Regions from separate parts of the Triticum aestivum genome. Here region 2 is linked to region 1. Evidence: chromatin contacts called from public Hi-C data. All regions are on one chromosome and are shown on one strand. Each heading gives the region's core, a stretch centred on a gene start, on an enhancer-like site or on the middle of the called end of the contact. The rest is flanking DNA. Distances are from core to core; before and after follow the strand shown.

Evidence for each region. Hi-C and Micro-C count contacts between places; a contact is called where the count stands out from the background.
Region 2: a Hi-C map of leaf shows a contact between it and region 1, with 3 times the contacts expected there. The contact joins the promoter of LOC123051895 here to the promoter of LOC123051893 in region 1. A contact is called at or near these places in 3 of 5 Hi-C or Micro-C datasets (all in leaf).

Annotation. Positions count from the first base shown.
Region 1 is chr2D:95,337,019-95,339,968 of IWGSC CS RefSeq v2.1, forward strand. It overlaps LOC123051893 (4-coumarate--CoA ligase 5), which reads right to left and starts at 1,537. Exons shown (of 3, transcript XM_044474884.1): 1 at 447-1,537; 2 at 1-345. The coding sequence starts at 1,433.
Region 2 is chr2D:95,468,664-95,471,629 of IWGSC CS RefSeq v2.1, forward strand. LOC123051895 (protein N-terminal and lysine N-methyltransferase efm7) reads left to right here and starts at 1,581. Exons shown (of 8, transcript XM_044474888.1): 1 at 1,581-1,788; 2 at 1,945-2,012. The coding sequence starts at 1,709. LOC123051896 (10 kDa chaperonin, mitochondrial) reads right to left here and starts at 1,489. Exons shown (of 3, transcript XM_044474889.1): 1 at 1,225-1,489; 2 at 33-175. The coding sequence starts at 1,335.

The DNA.
Region 1 (2,950 bases), core at 287-2,786:
CTGGAACCCCTTGTACTTGATGAGCTCCTTGAGCCGGTCCACGATGAAGATCTCGTCGTCGGCGTCCACGAACCCGACGTCGCCGGTGTGCAGCCACCCGTCCTTGTCCACCGTCTCCGCCGTCGCGGCCGGGTTGTCGAGGTACCCTTTCATGATCTGCCTCCCCCTGATGCAGATCTCCCCGGGCTGGTTGCGCCCGAGGCACAGCCCGGTCTCCGGGTCGACGATCTTGAGCTCCGCGTTCCTCACCACCGTGCCGCAGGCGCCGGACTTCACCGGCGACGGCTCCTTGGCGAACGCCATGCACATCGACAGCACCGGACCCGCCTCTGTCATCCCATAGCCCTGCTCAAACGAAGTTACAAACAGATAAGTTTAACTGGCATGGCATGGTCGTCGTCTAGTCATGGTCAAAGCACGAGGAAGGAAATGTTAGGTGTATGTACCTGTCCGAGCACGGCGTTGGGGAGCTTGGCGTGGATGATGTCCTGCAGCTCCTTGCCCATGGGCGCGGCGCCGGAGATGACCATGCGCACGGAGGAGAGGTCGTGGCGGTCCATGGCGTCGCCCTTGGCCATCTCGACGACGATGGGCGGCACGAGCGGCGCGATGGTGATGCCGTGGCGCTCCACCAGCTCCATCATCTTCACCGTGTCGAAGCGCTTCATGACGACGAGGGCGGCGCCGGCGCGCAGCCCGCAGAGCAGGATGGAGTGCAGCGAGTAGACGTGGAACATGGGGAGCACGCAGAGCACGACGTCGTCCTCCCGGAGGTGCAGGTTGGGGTTGTCGCCGTCGACGAGCTGCGCCACGCTGGTGACCAGCCCGCGGTGCGACAGCATGACGCCCTTGGGGAGCCCCGTGGTGCCCGACGAGTAGGGCAGCGCCACCACGTCGCTGGCGACGTCGATGGGCGCCTCGGGCAGCGCCGAGTCGTCGGCGGCCGCGAGGTCGGCGAACGAGGCGCAGCCCTCGGCGCCGTCGCCCGTGGCGACGACCGTGACGCCCGCGAGGCCCCGCACCTTGGCGACGAACGCCGGCTCGGTCACCACGAGGGTGGCGCGGGAGGCCTGGGCCTGCTTGGCGATCTCGGGCGGGGTGTGGAGCGGGTTCGCCGTGGTGGTGGCGGCGCCGAGGCGGGACGCGGCGAGGAAGGCCAGCGCGAACTCGACGCAGTTGGGGAGGAGCAGCATCACGGTGCTGCCGTGGCGGACGCCGAGGGAGTGGAGCCCCGCCGCCACGCGCCGGGACAGGCCGTGCACGTCGCCGACCGTGAGCGTCTCGCCCGTGGCGCCGTCGATGAGGCAGGCGCGGTCCCGGCGCTCGGCAAGGCGCTCGAAGACGTAGTCGTGGAGCGGGAGGTGGTCCGGGATGGCGATGTCCGGCAGCGTCGAGCGGAAGACGACCTGCTGCTGCTCCGGCAACGAGCCCATTTCTCGCCGCGTCGTCTGCCCTGGATCGTTTTGAGCTGAATTGGTTGGTGGAGCTGTGGAAGCACTGGTTGCAAGATCGAGTTGTTCTGACTTCTGAGGAGTGGAAGGAGCTCGCGAAGTGGTACTTATAGATAGCGGAGGGAGGCAGTGGCGTTTGGTGGGGAGCTTGCCGGAGCGGTTGTTGTCCGGGAGAGAATGACTGGACCTGGTCCAGGTTCGTGGAAGAAAGCTCGGTGCGAATTTCCAAGTCTAGCCGAGCAGCATAAGACATGCATTTCACACGTGCGAAGGAACCACACCTCCAGCGTCTGACTGTATGATAAAATATACTCCTTCATTCATTTTAATTTACTGCCCAGACTAGCTTTGTCTGGAGCCAAACTTTATACATTTTAATCAAGTTTGTAGAAAAATTACTTGCAAAAAAAGTTTGTAGAAGAAAACATTAACAAGTTTGTTATTGTAAATGTCCGTACTATATTGTTTATAAACTTAGTCGAACTTATAAAATTTGAGGAATCCAATATGCGGAGTAAACAAAAAATGGAGTGAGCACTACCCCCTCCGTAGTACTATAATATAAGATACAAATAAAAACTTGATTAATATCACACATCTAGCTTTATCGCTATTTTCTGGGCATGTGCAAAGAAAGAGTAAGTTGATAGTTCTTAAATTCTACGACGACATATAAAGTCAATGCATGTGCCATACATTGTCTCAAGTCGTTTTGCTTCGGAAAAATTACAGCTACAGAAACATCATCAGATGAACTCACTAAAGGTTGGAGCTTCGAGTCTCACTGTCCGTGTAAGAGCCAATTTCTTTCTCTTCTTTCTAGTCAATTAACATCATTATAGCTTTGTGCCCCCTCGATACAATCGCTTCGCCCAAACAAACTCACTGTTTTCTCTTGAATTAAGCATCTATACAACGAAATACATCCGTTTGAATGACACTTAAATATGAGATGGAGGAAGTACATCTGTAGTAAGTGCTAGGAGAATGCTTGCTTTTAAGGTAGGAAAGATTATCTACCATCAAAGCTAACATATGTAAGTATATTATAGATGCCAGGGTTAAAAATGCACTACAATACCACTAAGCTATCACCTGGAGTAATGGTAATTTAAGCAACCTTTTGTTATTCCTTGTTGCCCGATTCTGAATTTTGCTATGCACCTGCTGTGCCACTGCCTCGTGGGCCTAACAAGCAACGGACCCGTCTTATTGGAGATGGTTGGTGACAGTCTTTTTTGGGGTAGATGGTTGTTGTGAGTTTGACTGGAGCAGCAGGACCAAACATTTGGTCAGCCAAGTCAGTGCTCACCAACCGTGCGTGAGTTGAGAGGTGGAGGAACCGGTAGCTCCGCCACGGATCAGTCCAGTGACGTCAAACGCTAGGACTTGGTTACATGGTAGCTCCTCCGTTTGGGGCGATGGTAGTGGTAGCTGTCGGATCACAAACATTGCCAATCCTGTCCCTGTCCGTAAAAATCAAAACCATGTTTGCTTCT
Region 2 (2,966 bases), core at 331-2,830, 130 kb after region 1:
GAAGTAATAGGATGGTGAAATAAGTAACATACTCTTTCTCGGGAGCAAGCTTGACTTCAAGACCACCATACTCAGGCAGGAGCACATGGTCCCCTTCCTTGAGAGCAACAGGGATCAGCTTCCCTTCCTTGTCACGGCTGCCAGGGCCAACAGCTATCACCTTACCAGAGTTCAGCTGGATTCACAAGAACATTCTCAAGTCATGAACTGATTCAACAGTCAAATTATCAAAGACAACTCTGAACTAATGACAGAACCTTTTCTCAAAGATAATGTGGAATCATTAAGTGCAGTACTAATAAGAGTAATCAGTCAAGAACCGCTCAGTTAAGGGCACTACTAATAGGACTGATCAGTCATGAACCGGTCAGTTAACTGCACTACTAATAGGAGTGATTGGACATGAACTGACCGGTCTAAGTGGACTGATAGAACTATGAGGCAGAACTACAGTAAAACTAGCAATCTAGTAGCATGACAAATGTGAAAAATGTACATTGGCCATTGGTGGTAAAAATAAATTCTTTGTGGAAGCAGAACTGACGGCATCTTCACCAAGTAAACTACAGTTGCTTAAACCAGATAATTCTAGCTAACAACCCCGCAATACACAATGCGAATCTGAATCAGCAAGTCTAGCCACACCGCCATCTGAACGAATTCCACAATAAAACAATTTGCAAACTACGCAGCTAGCTCTCTGCCTAACAAGTAACCATATCAGAATAATAAGCAATCTTCAAAGGAACAGACACTCCTCCTGTTCATAACTACTCCGTATGAATTATTGATGAACTAATGTTCTGAATGATAATGCGGGATCATTGAAGTGCACAACTAATAGCACTATGGGACAGAACTATTGTACAACTACAGCTAGCAGTCTAGTAGCACACCAACTGCAAAAGATACAACATTGGTAAAAACCGATTCTTCGTGGAAGCAGCGCAGATGGATGTCAACTTGGTTAATCTAATCCCAATTGCTTAAATTAGATTATTCCAGCTTAGCATCTACCCACACAAAGTAAATCTGAGGCGGCCGGCCTAGCCACACCCCCCAACTGAACTAATAATAACACAATAAGAACAATTTGCAACCTAAACGACCATCACCCGCCCAAGATCTAAGCAGCCCCCGCACGGGATCCACGCACAGGAGCAAGAAGCAACATCTACCAGCGGCGGCAGCATCAAAGGGGGAGGAGAGAAGGGCGCGCCGTACCTGCTTGGAGGTCTCCGGGAGGAGGATGCCGCCGGCGCTCTTCTTGGGCTGCACCACCTTCTCCACCAGCACCCGGTTGAAGGACGGGATCAGACGCCGAATCGCCGCCATCGCCGCTGACGAGATCAGACGCCGCTCTTCTCCTTCTTCTTCTTGGGAAACAAGCAAGAGAACGCGACGCTTCCACACTCTTCGCTTTTCGCCTCCCGGGGATGGTGGGGTTTAGGGTTTTATGAGGGGCGGCGCGGTTGCGTGCGCGGTGGAATGACCGTCCTGCCCATGCCAGCCCTAGAATGTTCCCGCCCGTGGGCCAGACCCAACCGCGCGGTGCTTACTACGGCCCAGTTAAGGCCCGTTATCGTAGGCTTTAGCCCACAAGGCGGCCGAGGGTCCAATCCAACGCGCCGCCGCGAAACTCCACTTCCAATTTCCAACCTGCAGCTGTGGTCGCCGGCGGCGAGGAGGAGGAGGAAGGAGCTGAGAGATGGCGGGCGCCGGCGGGACGAGGGAGCGGGAGGAGGAAGACTTCGTCTGCCTGGATCCGTCCTTCTTCATGAACCGCAAGTAGGGGTTTGCTGTTCTGATGTACTCCCTCCGATTCCAAATTACTCGTCGTGGTTTTAGTTCAATTTGAACTAAAACCACGACGAGTAATTTGGAATCGGAGGGAGTAGCTGAATTGAAAGCTTCTATGCTGATTTGGTTGCTGGATTTGGGCAGCTACGAGATGAAGACCTTCACCTACGGCTCCCAGGAGCTCCAGCTCCTCTGCCTCAGCTCCGCCTGCAGTTAGTGCCCCTACCCTTTGCTTCTTCCTTGCCAATGTTGCAAATTACTCATCGCTAGCTAAGCGAGGCAGTTTGATAAGCCTGTTGGGATGGTGAGTTGGCAGCAGGGGTCTATACTAGCTCCTTCTGTGTAAAATCTACTATGAGCAGGGACAAGCGTGGACAGAGGTTCCTTAGTTTAGAGCAGAAGAGGGGATGGTTGGTTGAACTTGAGCAGCACATTTGTGCTGCTCAAGTTAGTTACAATTGTGTTTGTGTCGACAATTACAAGTTGTTCAATCCAGCACCGTTCACGTAGTAGCCCTATATAATGCTCAGTGTTATGTTCTATTACATGTTGTTTCATTTTGGTCAATGAATTGCTGCACGTATGCTTCAGGCACTGCCAGTTTGTTCTACTTGTTTATTTGATGAGGTTTTGATCACAAGTATAATACCGTAATAACAGCCGTATCAATTGTAATTAGCTTGTTTCTGGTTGCGCAGTTACAGCTTAGGTAAAATGTTTCCAGCATGAAAATATGTCAGTGACATGTGATTTGGGCATTGTCTTCTTGTTGTCTTCATATGTAGCAAAAACGGGTGTTCATTACACAACCATGTGGCTTTGGGGCCACTTTTACCTTGTCTTGTTTGGGGATCCTTCCACTGAGACAGTTCCATTCTAGTGCATGAGGACGTCAAAAGGCCCACGTATCACATGATCAAACTAATGAAGGGTCACATTCATATTTGCTGTCACTAGGCGAGGCGACTCTTACCCTTGCTTCATTCTGTCCATCATGTCTACTTCTACAGCCAGAGGCATGTACGCAAATATTCTTAACAAAGGAATTCTCATTTAAGTGGTCACAGTGCTATCCAGTGTCCATCAGTTGAAAAAAAAAATAGAGCTGACCATGCTACACTCAAGTTCTGTTGCATCCGTGCAGTGAGATATGTGGATGGTCTTAT